Regions from separate parts of the Sus scrofa genome. Here region 1 is linked to region 2. The links are chromatin contacts, called in public Hi-C maps. All regions are on one chromosome and are shown on one strand. The core of a region is the stretch at or near the end of the contact, and the rest is flanking DNA. Distances in the headings are between cores, read along the strand shown.

The links. A called contact is a pair of places that touch in the nucleus more often than the background predicts.
Region 1: a contact with region 2 is called in a Hi-C map of fetal liver, with 1.8 times the contacts expected there. The contact joins two enhancer-like sites. A contact is called at or near these places in 1 of 5 promoter capture datasets (liver), 17 of 47 Hi-C or Micro-C datasets (alveolar macrophages, brain, embryonic fibroblasts and 11 more) and 1 of 2 datasets of contacts at active chromatin or transcription factors (skeletal muscle).

What each region holds. Positions count from the first base shown.
Region 1 is chrX:43,899,525-43,906,148 of Sscrofa11.1, reverse strand. No RefSeq gene overlaps it. Among named protein-coding and RNA genes, the nearest start is that of AKAP4, 7.7 kb to the right of the region's middle. Within about 2 kb of position 2,323, at least 24 of the 83 cell types and tissues checked have an H3K27ac peak or open chromatin away from gene starts, as enhancers often do. A contact at or near this core is called in fetal liver, where this site is marked.
Region 2 is chrX:43,805,280-43,812,738 of Sscrofa11.1, reverse strand. It overlaps CLCN5 (chloride voltage-gated channel 5), which reads right to left. Exons shown (of 11, transcript NM_214139.1): 9 at 5,860-6,258; 10 at 5,210-5,426; 11 at 3,267-3,357. The coding sequence ends at 3,267. Among named protein-coding and RNA genes, the nearest start is that of CLCN5, 30 kb to the right of the region's middle. Within about 2 kb of position 1,703, at least 2 of the 83 cell types and tissues checked have an H3K27ac peak or open chromatin away from gene starts, as enhancers often do. A contact at or near this core is called in fetal liver, where this site is marked.

The DNA.
Region 1 (6,624 bases), core at 1,074-3,573, 93 kb before region 2:
TTGTGCAGTGATGAAAATATCCTTAAATCTATTATGGTGATGGTTGCACAGCCCTTGAATGTACTAAAAATCATTGAATTGTATACTTCTTTAAAAAGGTGAATTACATAGTATTGGAATTATATTTCAATAAAGCTGTTATAAAAAATAACAGTAGTTTGGAGTTTCCATTTGTGGCTCAGTGGTTAATGAACCTGACTAGGAACCATAAGGTTGCGGGTTTGATCCCTGGCCTTGCTCAGTGGGTTGAGGATCGGGCATTGCCTTGAGCTGTGGTGTAGATTGCAGACGCGGCTCGGATCCCACATTGCTGTGGCTGTGGTGTAGGCCGGCGGCTACGGCTCCAATTGGACCCCTAGCCTGGGAATCTCCATATGCCACAGGTACGGCCCTAAAAAGAAAAACAAAAACCAAAAAACAGTAGTTAACAAAATATTGGTTCTTTTAAAAATATTCGGTTGAAGAGTGGCTAGGAAAAACTCAGTGGAACCAGTTAGGAAGTTAGTGAAATAAGCCAATCAGTTTAGACCAACATGGTCCAGTATTCTTGGCCTTCATCAAGCCCTTCTATATGGTTCTGGGCACAGCAAGTCTTGCACAGCCATTACCAATAGCTGTCTTTCTTTTCTTCTTGAGACAGAATTGACATATAACATTATACTGGTTTCAGATGCACACACACTAATTTTTAGTTATGTACATATCCTTAAACACACCCTCATATAGATGAACCTAGAGGTATCCCTTGCAGGATAAATGAAAATGAGTAAATGCAGTCCTTCTCCTCAAGCATTTCTGTATTTGGGAAGATAAAGCTCATGATGAAATAACTACAACACAAGGCAGAGGGTGATAAGCACTAAAGCAAGGTGAATATAAAACTGAGAACTTCAGAGGACACATGTTGAGGAAATATTTACCAACACAATCGCTGTTCTCATCATCACCCTTGACATCACCAAGAGGCATTACTGAGTAGCTAAGTACCCGAGGCACTGTTAGGGTCCGAGTTGGACTGTCACTGCTTTCCTTGAACCTGTTACCTGTCTTTAGGATGGGGCTATTAAGAACACGGATCAATAAATATACACAAACTTGCAGGTTTTAGGATGGGGAGTGATTCTAGCAGGGAGGACGCAGCAGTTTCCCTTTGACCTGGAGGACTGCCTCCTCAAAAAAAAACAAAACAAACAAACAAACAAAAAAAAACCAAAAAAAACCAAAACTGGCTTGGGGCTGGGGGTGGAGCGTATGCTGTGTGCAAACACGTTTTTCCAAGCAGCTGCGACCTCCTAGTGGCCACATGGACTCATTACCCCCATGGTCATCTTGATTTGAAAGTGACAGGCACAGAAGGTCTAAGCCTGATATCCCCAAGGGGGCCCTGACACCACAAAGCCGAAGACTAGTCTTTATCCTATTTCCAGGATAGTCTTCATCCTATTTAAGGGTAGTCTTTATCCTATTTGAGGGTAGGCTGCATCTTATCTTAATGATCCTTAAATCTGTGTGTTGGGGGAGGTGGGAACTGCCCACAAGGGCTGTGAGGGAACCCGAGAGGTTTCGTGCTTCCAGATCTCCTTCCTCTCCTCCACGGTCTTTGCTGAAAACTGTCATTCGCGGATAAGGATACTATTTGGAAAGGAGTTCCCGCTGGTTGTGTCACAGCGGAAACGAATCCGACTAGGAACCCTGAGGTCGAGGGTTCGATCCCTGGCCTCGCTCCGTGGGTGGAGGCTCAGGCGTTACCATGAGCTGTGGTGTAGGTCGCAGACGTGGCTCGGATCCCATGTTGCTGTGGCTGTGGCGTCAGCTGGCAGCTGTAGCTCCGATTGGACCCCTAGCCTGGGAACCTCCAAATGCCGTGGGTGGCCCTAAAAAGACAAAAAAAAAAAAATACTATCTGGAGGGAGGAATCAAAACTCGGTCACCAGTGCGTACCATAATAAGTACTTTCTGTGACGTAGGAAACCAACTTGTTGGTTTGACGGGGTGGGGGGTGGAAACCCAGTTAACAGCTGAGTTCCCTCAGCCACATCTCCAGCTCTGACACAGGATATACTGATATATTTATATACATAGGTCTGAGGCAAAAAGCTCTTTTACTACCTAGAAAAAATAAGTTGTACCTTTGACACGCTACAGAAGGATTGGAACAAATGCTGTATGTTGGAGAGGCGCTCCCCACCAATCGGAAAAGAAAAAAACAAAAAAGAAAAGAAAACAAAGCAAAATCCGGAAAAGGGGAAGAGAAGGGCTTGGGGCGCGGAGGGCGGGGGCGGGGGGGAGACTAACCGCGTCAGAATAATCGCCTCAGCCTTAAAACATCTCAGCAAAACCGCCTTGAGAAACAAACAGGCTCAGGAAACCAATCTCCCGGCCACCGGCGGACCCCACCAGTCTCACCAGCAGGGGGAGGTAATGGATCAGCACTTTGTTCAGTCAGACCCCAAACCACCAGATGGGGCCAAAAGATCAGAGTAGGTACCCTTTGCCCTGCTCAGGGAGTTTCTCTTCCGCCTCTTCGGGACGAGAAGAAAGGAAAAACCCTCACTCACCTCTGCGCGCTCCCCACACAGACACCCACCCCCCAAGAGGATGGTAGCGACGAGTGCCTGATCGAGCCAGACCTCCCGCCAAATGGCCTCTGCTCCAGCCACCCATTCATAAAATCCGGATGGAAATAATACCCATTTCAGAAGGTTGCGTGAAACTGAAACGAGGATGCATGTAAAATACAATACCGAGCAAATTTTCAGGCCCCATGACAGACCTGCAGAATTAAAAACTCTGGGATGGGGTCCAACTAGCTGTTGTGTGGTTTGTTTAAGACTTTATTTGCATGTATTGGTTTATAATTCAGGAAAAACCAAAAAAAGAAGAGCTATACAGGACAAGGTATGCGGTGGGGGTAGATGTGTGCAGATCTTTCATGCCTTTTTCAGGTACATTACCCTCTTGATCCTGGAAGCTCCACCACTGTTTCCACAAGTCCCCCCTCCACCCCCTCCAACACCCCTCCCCCGTGATTCTGATGTATGCTAGCTAGTGTGAGCATTATTGTTCTAAGAAGAAGGCTGCCCACTCAAATAGCTAACCAAGTTTTTTGTCATTATTACAGATTCCAAGACTTATGTGGCTGCTGACTTGCTTCCTGCCTGAAATTCCAAAACCATCATTTGATTCTTGAGCCCGCGCTGTGTGCCCACCATTGTGGCAGATACAATGAGAAAGAATCAGAGACCCTGCCCTCCAGGCTTTCATTGTAGGTGATCCAGAAATAGGGAAAGTTAATTAACTCTACAAGGCCAGATCTAGTAAATGTCAGATGAATTATACAGACAATAAACAAATGTTCTAGAAAATCAGAGAGGGGGAAATTCACAATTATAAGAGGAAGGAGACTGACCAGAAATGGCCACTGTCAAGCCAAGCCCACCCTTCAAAAATAGCTGTAAGTCATTTTCTACAAGGCAATAGAACAGATCTTAGCTGCCTAATTAAGCCCCTACCTAAAAAGGAAACTCGAACATAAGAGTCTGCTTTCCTTTAACAGCTGCCCTCTGAAATTTAAAAATGAGAATGTTTATAGCTTTTCAAAAGTCTTTTATTTTCTCCCTCCACGGCTTCAGTCACTCAAAGGAAAAGACAGACATAAATACTTGACAGAAGTAATTATGCAACACCATTGCTGAGATGTTCAGAATAGCTATCCAATTTTTCACTGTAGTATGGTTACATGAAGTTGCTCTAAATGACATTGTGCATTCTCATGGCTGGAAAACAGTTCAGGAGAAAAAGAAGTAGAGTTTTCATTTGTACGGGTCCACAGTAAATAATGTCTGATAATCATTAGCATCACAGCCCATTTTCCAAATGGTCACAGTGTCATCACATAAATGAAATTAGGTAGGCTAAATCTGAGTCTAGGAGATCCTTAGTGGAACTAACAGGCAGATAGTGATTTCATGAAGGGTGATCGTTCGGCTCATTTAAATTTAATTTTGCCATTGTTCATAATAATTACATTACAGACACAGGCCTCATTTTTACTATCTTAATAGCTCTTTCAAACCAAACGCAACCTGGAGTTCCCATTGGGGCGCAGTGGTTAACGAATCTGACTAGGAACCATGAGGTTGCAGGTTCGATCCCCGGCCTAGCTCAGTGGGTTAAGGATCTGGCATTGCCGTGAGCTCTGGTGTAGGTCGCAGACACGGCTTGGATCCTGTGTTGCTGTGGCTCTGGCATGGGCTGGCGGCTACAGCTCTGATGTGACCCCTAGCCTGGGAACCTTCATATGCCATGGGAAGCTGCCCCAGAAAAGGCAAAAAGAGAAAACAAAAACAAAAAACAAATGCAAACTGAAGACATATTTAAAGTGTTGACATATAATTATTCACAAGTTTGTGTGGAAGAGACGATGCTTAGGTGGAATCAACAAGGTTAGAAAACAGAAAATATTGGTTGTGGGGGGGAATAATGACCAAAGTTTCTGTTTAATATTTCTATATTTGGCTCTCAAAGACTAACCTAAGTGCATACTACTTCACACATATTCATGCACTAACATGGAATATTCCTTCTTTTGACTCTCTGAATATCCCTTTCCCCCCCTTCTGTCCCCACCTCTAGTCAGTATAGGTCAGTCTGAGACCCTCAGCAACTTGAGAGAAAGAAGAGGCAGCAGTTACACGGTAACCTATGACAAACCCTGCTTACATTTCATTATTGGTTTCCCAACCCACCCAAATGCTGCTCTTGTTTGCTCCTGGTTAGCCTCCAAGATGACAGGATTGGGGTGCAAAGGGACAAACCTCTAATCATCCATAATAGTTCCCTCTTTGTCAGTTAGGAGAAGTGGTAAGACATTTTCCAGGCCAGAGCCATATTTGTTCCCTTCCGGGCTGGGAGATATAGATGGGTTTTGGTTTTTTGGTGGTTGTTGCTATGTGTTTGCTTTTATCTTAGGGATATACATTCTTGTGATTGAAGAATAAATAAACATTTTCTTTCTTTGCTTCTTATTCCACAGACATGGGCCAGACACAGGAGCTCCAACTTTGTCTTTAATCATCAAAATTCCCCTTGACAAAAGGGCGGTATAGGAAAAACAGGTCCTATGTTATACATTCTAACTCATCGTCATTGACAAAGACTCTCTCCCTGACCAAAACTTATTTTTTAATAAAATTTGTATATATTTAAGCTGTACCACATGATGATTTGATATAGTCAGGCTCCTCTGAGTTGTCTTCTCAACTAGTCCTCAACCTTGGCCTTTTAAGAACTATAGCTTTCAGCACAAACAATTTCATCCACTCCCTACGTTAAGGGACTTGAACAAACACCAGCATAGTTTCTATCACTTCAAGGCCATGTCCCTAGAATGATGACCCCAGCCTCTTTGTAATGCCTGCTTGAGAAAGTTCAAAAGTGCCACAAAAAAAAAATTTACTTTTTATTCTAGCCAAAACCCGACGATAGACCTCTGGCCTCCCCTTTCTCAGAACATTTATTTCAGAAAACTTGTGTCTGTAAATACTTTCTCTGTCCTTTCGAGTTGTATATTCTACAATCCGGAAATATCTTTCTCAAGGACCTGGGAGTCATCCCTTTGAAATGTAATCATCAAAAAAGATAGGGTCCCTGTCTCCCAGTCCTTTTAGAGGCTTTTGATAAGTCCCATTTGACAAACACAGATGCTGGATCACATTGATCAACTTCCTATCCCACAAATTTCCCTCAGCACTTTCCCTTTAGCACTCTCCAGCATTTAAAAACCCTTCTGAAATGGACAACTTTCTAGAGACGTACAGTCTGCCAAAACTGAATCAAGAAGAAATAGATCAGCTGAACAGACCAATCACTAGAAATGAAATTGAATATGTAATAAAAGCATTGCCTACATACAAAAGTCCAGGATCAGATGGCTTTACAGGCAAATTCTACCAAACACACAAAGAGGAACTTATACCCATCCTCCTTAAATTTTCCAAAACGTTGAAGAAGAAGGAACACTCCCAAAGACATTCTATGAAGCCACCATCACTGTAATACCAAAACCAAAGATACTAGCAAAAAAGAAAATTATAGGCCAATGTCTTTGATGAATATAGAAGCAAAAATTCTCAACAAAATTTTAGCCAACCAAATCCAACAATAAATAAAAAAGATCATACACCATGACCAAGTGGGATTCATCCCAGGTTCACAAGGATGGTTCAACATATGCAAATCAATCAATGTCATACACTACATTAACAAAACAAAAGTCAAAAACCATATGATTATCTCAATAGATGCAGAAAAAGCATTTGACAAAGTCCAACAGCCATTCATGATAAAAACTCTTACCAAAGTGGGTATAGAAGGAACATACCTTAACATAATAAAAGCCATTTATGACAAACCCACAGCCAATATAATACTCAATGGAGAAAAACTGAAAGCCTTCCCACTAAAATCTGGAACAAGACAAGGATGCCCACTCTCACCACTGTTATTCAACATAGTACTGGAAGTCCTAGCCACAGCAATCAGACAAACCAAAGAAATAAAAGGCATCCAAACTGGAAGAGAAGACATAAAATTGTCACTGTATGGAGATGACATGGCACTATA
Region 2 (7,459 bases), core at 454-2,953:
GAGAGCGTCTGAATAAACATCCAAACACAAGTGATCTGGAAAACAGCCATTATTTTGCCTGTTCAGTTTAGTCCCCTGCCTTAACTATTTCAGCTGCTTTAATTCTTTACATGGCAGATCTGAAGATATGAAATAGAGCAGTTAGTTTTGGGGTTTTTTTGGTTTTTTGTTTTTTTTTTTTAACAAATCTATAGACTCTCATTCCTTTCATGGCTGGATGTCTCCCACATATTCTGTCTTGGAAAACCTTAACTCCGCGGAAGCACTTCTTGGCATTCTTTTGTAAATCCCTTGGGTCAGGCCATCTTTTTTTTTTTTTTTCTTAATACCAGGATCGACTAGTCTCGACTCACATGAATTATTCGATCACAGATTATCTCGTCTTTTGCCACTGAGGTATGTGGCCACTTGAGGCTACTGACACCCCCCCACACACACCGACCACCAGATCAGCTTTGTTGGTTTAAGTGTGTCCAACTGCTGAAGTGGCAATGGCCGAAAGAACATTTTTCTAGGCCTCAAGACAAGAACCTCTTGAGGGTTAAGGTGCTGAGCTAGCAGTCTAATGGAGGGCTCTACCACAATTAGCCAACCTTTGAGCCAAACCATAGGAATGGACATCTAATGGACATAGAACACCACACACTACAGCTACTTCTAGCCTTTGAGTCACGAGGATTCCTGAGAAGCTGAGGTTTTAATGAGTGAGATTTATCAGGAGTGAGGTATCAAAGGGGTATTATTCTCTGGAGGGCCAATGGGTGCTTAACATCTAGAAAGTATACCTTGGCACAGTGTTATCTGATTTCTTGAATTTTTTTTTTTCTGGGAAGTAGCACCTTAACACCGGCTCATCTGTCTAAAAGCGAGAACAGAGCCTACAAGAAACACAATGGCAAACTCAGACACCCTCCGTATACCCGCTGCCCTATGAAATGCGACCAAACCTTTCGCGGTCATCGAATACCAGAAATGCTACCCTTTCCTGTTTTGCAAACTTTAGTTGGACAGCTGATAAGAGAAAGATAGGTAATGAACCAGAAGTACACACGTAAGAACTTTGCTACACAATACACAGGGTAGTCAGGCAGACGGCCTCAGAGTGTGTGAGGGAATCAGTGGCACAGGATGGACAAGAGATGTGAAGTTACTGAGGCATGACTATAATATAAGATAACCTAGGGAGGGCTTTTTTTTTTTTTTTGTCTTTTTCATTAAAATGCTAGAGTGATATACTTAAAAGGAGAGAGTCTGGTGACTGCCTTTTTAAAGATAAATATCAAAATAAGCTTTGGCTCACCAGTTCTGGGCAGTAAAAGAATTTCAGATTTTTGGAGAGATAAGAACTAGGGGTTAACAACCAAAAAAAAAAAAAAAACAAAACAAAACAAAATGCTGAGTCTCAGAGATCAGCAACTTTTAAAATGAGGTATGCAGGGGGTGGGAGAGGATAGGCCAAGGGACTGGTGATTCTCGGCCAGAAGGAAGGTGGGGAGGGCCGGGGACAGATTCACAAAACGGGAAAGGCTCAATGCTCCCCACTAGGGTTGGAGTCTCACTGCTGTGGGTAGCAGCGTGGAAAGGGCGGTGCGGTGGCAGCTACTTGAGCTCCAGGGCAAAGCAAATGGTCCTCTGGTCCAGGGGCCGTTAAGATTGTGGAGGCTTGGTTGACAATTTAACTAGCCCTGGGCAGGGGGGGAAGGGGTTGTTTTGTGTAACAGGAAATCATTAACCAGGCAGAGCGCTCAACCCCAAAGAGGGGACTCAGGACTGAGGCGGGGGAAAGGGAGAAGAGAGGAGGGGGAACGAACGACTGCATGTGGGCAAACCTGTAGAAGATGAAACCAGAGTCGGAATGATGGCGGTGGCTCTGTAATGCCACCAGCTGTCCCTAGTGCGTGATGTCCTCTACTGCAGTCAAGGTGGTGGGAAATTGAGACAGGCACCTTTTCGAGTGGATTGCAAGCACCTTTGGTGTCACCAGGCCTTGTCCACACCCCTGGGTCTGAGGACGGGTTAGGATTAGGAATAGGGTTGTATTAAGAATTCCAAGGAGCCTCAAGGGAGTCACAGCTGCCTATCCTGTTCCGATGCCTTGAATGTATTTGCAAGTACCTCAAAGCCTAAATTCACGATCGCGGGGACAACACTGGCCTGTTAGACGTACTTAACACTGGGAGGCGGCATGGGTGCCCAGTTATCCTAGTACTGGTGGTTGTTACGAAGGAATGCATGAGAACGCAGACACAGCTCGGAATCGTCCCAGCTTTACCAGTATGCAGTCTCGACGTGGTTCCCTTTACGAGTCTTACATACTCCAGAAGCCGAGAGCACCATCACTCGTGGAGGTGGCATCTGGATGAGCGGATCGGTGGGGACCTCACCAAAATGTGAAATTCCTAGTCGGTGACTTTGCTTAGAACTTGACTAATCATTCATTTCAAGGAAGCTGGAGAAATCGTTTCCTTGCTACTAAGACATTCATGGCCAAGTCCTTGTCTATGAGCTAACCAATCTGGAAAATTACCCTTTTTGTCAGACAAGGAGAAAATTCTATAACTTGTTGTGCACTTCAAAAGAGTACCAGGAACAAGCAAGCTATAAAAGTCAACCTCTCTAAATTCATTTAGAGGAGATTAACCAAAGCAGCATTGTCTTATAATCAGATATTAAAATTAACATACACACACATAAACTAATAATGCTAAATATTGTAACAGGAATAGGATTAACATTTGAACTGAATTCACAGTCTGGAAAATACCATTACTATTTTCCTTCTGGCTTTCCTTTCTGTGGTTGGAAAAAGCAAAGCCCCTTAGTTTACACTTCATCTTCCACCAATGACAGTCAGAGTCCCCAAAAGTGACTTTTTCATGAGTTTCCTGCAGGCTATAGGTCAGGACGGCTGGAATTTTTCTTGCATAGTTTTCAGTGATTGCATATTGGCTAACGATTATGTTTTAAATTAAAAAAAAATCTTTAAAAAAAAAGAAAAAGAATTAAAACCATAGCAATCTTGTTCACGCTTTCATGAAATCCTCCTAATGCAATATCACAGAAGCCTTACTGAATTTTCTCCTAAAGAGAAGATTAATTTCCAGAGATTATGTAGTGCAACTGGTTAACTTGTAGGAAAGAGACAACACACTAATATAACTTCACCATCCAAATGTGGGAAATGTGGTTTGAGTACCCAGTTAATAAAATATATCCATGGTCTGCACTGTCCTTCCTGTTTTATATCCAGTAACAACCCTGTGATTCTAGTTGAAGAGAATGGAATCGGGATCTTGGTTGGCCATCTGTGCTATGTGCTTCAGCACATCCTTTTTGGTAATGATTCCAAGCAATCGCCTAAAAGACAAAACAAGACAATGAAACACACATCAGTCTGTAGTTAACACAATGTCCTCAAAGGTGAACCTTTTCCTTCTCAGGCTTTTTCCCACTTTGTCTTTGAACACTATCTGCCCTGAGAGAATGAGGTGATAATGGGACTAGGTTACATGTACCCGGCAAATGGGACAATGCGTGGGTCCCTAAGCAAGCTCTACGCATTTCTACCTCTAGGGCTTATATCCTGCTATTTCCTGTGGTTTAAACATTCTTCTCGGAGTGGCCATTGGGGTGCAGCAGCAACGAATCCAACTAGGATCGAGGAGGATGCGGGTGCGATCCCTGGCCTTGCTCCGTGGGTTAAGGATCCGATGTTGCAGGAAGCTGTGGGGTAGGTCACAGACGCGGCTCAGATCTGGCTCAGATCTGTGGCTGTGGTGTAGGCCGGCAGCTGTAGGTCTGATTTGACCCCTAGCCTGGGAACTTTCATATGCGGCAGGTACAGCCCTAAAAAAAAAAAAAAGTGCAAAAAAAAAATCATTCTCTACATGTATGAATCTCACCTTTTGCAAGCCAGTTCACATGTCCCTCTTCTAGAACGCCTTCCTTGATCCTATGAGCTGGCAATAACTGTGCCCTCCTCCTAGGAACAGCATGTTCTGGGCACACTTCTTCCGTAGCACTTGTCCTGTTTGCTGTTGTACTATAAGCACCTGGGTGTGTTCGGCTTCCCTATAACACACTACACACTCCTTGAGGGCAGAGAAGGGTCTCATTCACTTTTGCCTCTCCCCGGAATCTAGTGGAATACCTTCGTACATGAAGTACAGATTCGGGAAAGGTTGAAGGAATCAGTTAGAAAAAGTCCCCCTACTGGTTTCAATCCTGCAAGACATCTGTTACACTATCCAGAAATTTTTGAGGGTGAAATTCTTATATAATTGCTGGATTAACATACCATGTTCACACACACACACACACACACACACACACACACACGCACGTCCCCCTTCACCTCAACTTCCTTTGCTTTCCAATGAAAAGAGCAGGGCTTTCTTGACTGGATAAGAAATATCCTGGAAAGGAGTTCCCATTGTGGCTCAAGGGTTAACAAACCTGACTAGGGTCCATGAGGATGCGGGTTCGATCCCTGGCCTTGCTCCGTGGGTGAAGGATCCGGCGTTGCCATGAGCTGTGGTACAGGTCACAAATGTGGCTCAGATCCCGCGCTGCTGTGGCTGTGGTGAAGGCCGGTGGCTACAGCTCCGATTCGACCCTTAGCCTGGGAACCTCCATATGCCGCGGAAGTGGCCCTAAAAAAAAAAAAGACCAAAAAACGAACGAACGAATGAATGAACGAACGAACGAAAGAAAGAAAGAAAAGAAATACCCTGGAAAGAAAGAGCCTCAGCCTTGGGAGTCAGAAGACTTATATTTAAAGCCTACGTCTACTAGATGGTAACAGGGGGGTCCTTGCATATATAATCTTTAAACCTCACTGGAACTTGGATTTCTTACCCTCAAATATAATAACAAAGGTACCATAAGGACCAAATACTGTACACATCCTACTGAATCCAATGATTTCAGTGCTGCCTGTTTCTAAGAACAGACTTGTTTCCTTCGCAGGGGAGGAACGGAGTTATTGGCAACGTGCGGCCAGCAGTTCACGTCTCTCAAACCCACTATCTTCCCCAACACCCTTTCCTATGAATCCTGACAGTGAAAGATACATCTGCCTTCATCGCAGAGCTTCCGAAAGGTCTAGACATGCTGCTGATGTTCCTGGACATTCCTGAGCTCTTTCTTTCTCTCTCTACATTCTCTTCTCTCCCCATATCCAACTAGCTTTGCACCAAAGAGCTCTCACCCATTGTGCGTAACCAGGCACTGGCGCAGGCCCAGCTTGCGGAAGATATCCACCACGATCTCCATGGGTGTCAGGTCGGTCACAGTGAAGGGGCTGAGGTCCAGGATGTTCCGAAGCTTGAGGGTAGGCGGCGTGTATGGGGGCATTGGAGGAGAATGCTCGGTGAAATAAATGATGGACGTGCTCACAACTCCATCCTGTTTTTTTCGGGCATTTTCTAGTTGAAAAGTCGGGGCGGGGGTGCAAAAAAAAGGTTGAAAAAGGAAGGACTGTTTCTAACCTTCTGGCCCCTAACTAGTCCCTCTCCCTCGTTATATATATATATATATATATATATATATATATATATGACAATGTAAATATGTTAGTTTCAAGTGTACAGCAAAATGATTATATATTACATGATATATGATATATCATAGATAGACGGATAGATAGATAGATATCCTTTTTCAGATTCTTTTCCATTATAAGTTATTATAATATGTTGGGTATAGTCCCCTATGCTATACAGTGGGTCTTTGTTGTTTGCCTATTTTGTATATAGTAGCGTATATACGGTAATCCCAAACTCCTAATTATCCCTCCCCGCAATGCATATTTATTTCTTTCCATAGTGGACTCCCTCAGGCCCTTTCTGAAATCCTTACCAATTGAAATAATGAGATCTCTTCGGAGGACAAAACCCACAAGTCTTTGGGACTCCCGCGATACCACCACTGGGAAGCCACTGTAAGTGGTTTCACTGATAATGGTCTCTACATCTTCCACGGTCATACTGTCCTGAGTGAGTACAGTCAACGAAGGATCGTTTCTCCGGGGTTTCATCACGTCCATTGCCAGGGTCTTATGAGCAAACTCTTCTTTGGCTTCAAGAAAGGGGTATCCATTGAGACGAATGTGGGCATCATAGATGCCCTCCCGCCCGAGAGCGTCTGCCACCCACTTGCTTGTCATGGCTGCTGCCATCAGAGGCACAATGTATTCCAGGCCACCAGTCAGTTCAAACATTATGACAACAAGAGAAACAGTCATCCGAGTCACCCCACCTGCACAAAAACAATTTAAAACATCAGACACAGACTACATTCCAAAGGCAGGCGAGCAGAGGAGTCACTGCAGGTATGAGCCTATCCTAGGCCCCAACCAGAAAATGTCAGTTATCAGGAACGTCACTAGGGAGTTCCCATCGTGGCTCAGTGGTTAACAATTCTGACTAGGAACCATGAGGTTGCGGGTTCGATCCCTGGCCGCGCTCAGTGGGTTAAGGATCCAGCATTGCCGTGAGCCGTAGTGTAGGTCGCAGATGCAGCTCAGGTTTGGCGTTGCTGTGGCTGTGGCTTAGGCAGGCAGCTACAGCTCCGATTCGACCCCTAGCCTGGGAACCTCCAAACGCCAAGGGAGCGGCCCAAGAAATGGCAAAAAAAAAAAAAAAAAAGAAAAGAAAGAAAGAAACATCACTAAAAGGAGGCCTCACCTACAACTGCACAGACCCTTGCAACTGCATTCAAGCAAATTTACAATGGACAGGAGTCAGATCTCTCAGAATAACCTCTACAAAAGTACAAATTGCCTCCTTCAGTCTTCTTTAACTGGTCTGTTCCTCCCCACTCCCAATTATAAAAGTAATTGCATAAGATTGCTATGATTTACAGGAGTTCCCGTCATGGCGCAGCAGAAACGAATCTGACTAGGAACCATGAGGTTGCGGGTTCGATCCCCGGCCTCGCTCAGTGGATGAAGGATCTGGCGTTGCCGTGAGTTGTGGTGTAGGTCGCAGACGTGGCTCGGATCTGATGTTGCTGTGGCTGTGGTGTAGGCTGGCAGCTGTAGCTCTGATTCGACCCCTAGCCTGGGAACCTCCATGTGCCGCGGGTGTGGCCCTAAAGAGCAAAAAAAACCCCGAAAAACTCCATCATTTACATAACACTATAGATCCAAGAGGTTTTCTGGGATGTGTACTCACTGTGGAAAATTATATATATATATATTTTTTTTTTTGGTCTTTTTGCTATTTCTTGGGTTGCTCCTACAGCATATGGAGGTTCCCAGGCTAGGGGTCGAATTGGAGCTGTAGCCACCGGCCTACACCAGAGCCACAGCAACTCGGGATCCGAGCCACATCTGCAACCTACACCACAGTTCACGGCAACGCTGGATCGTTAACCCACTGAGCAAGGACAGGGATCGAACCCACAACCTCATGGTTCCTAGTCAGATTCGTTAACCACTGCACCACGACGGGAACTA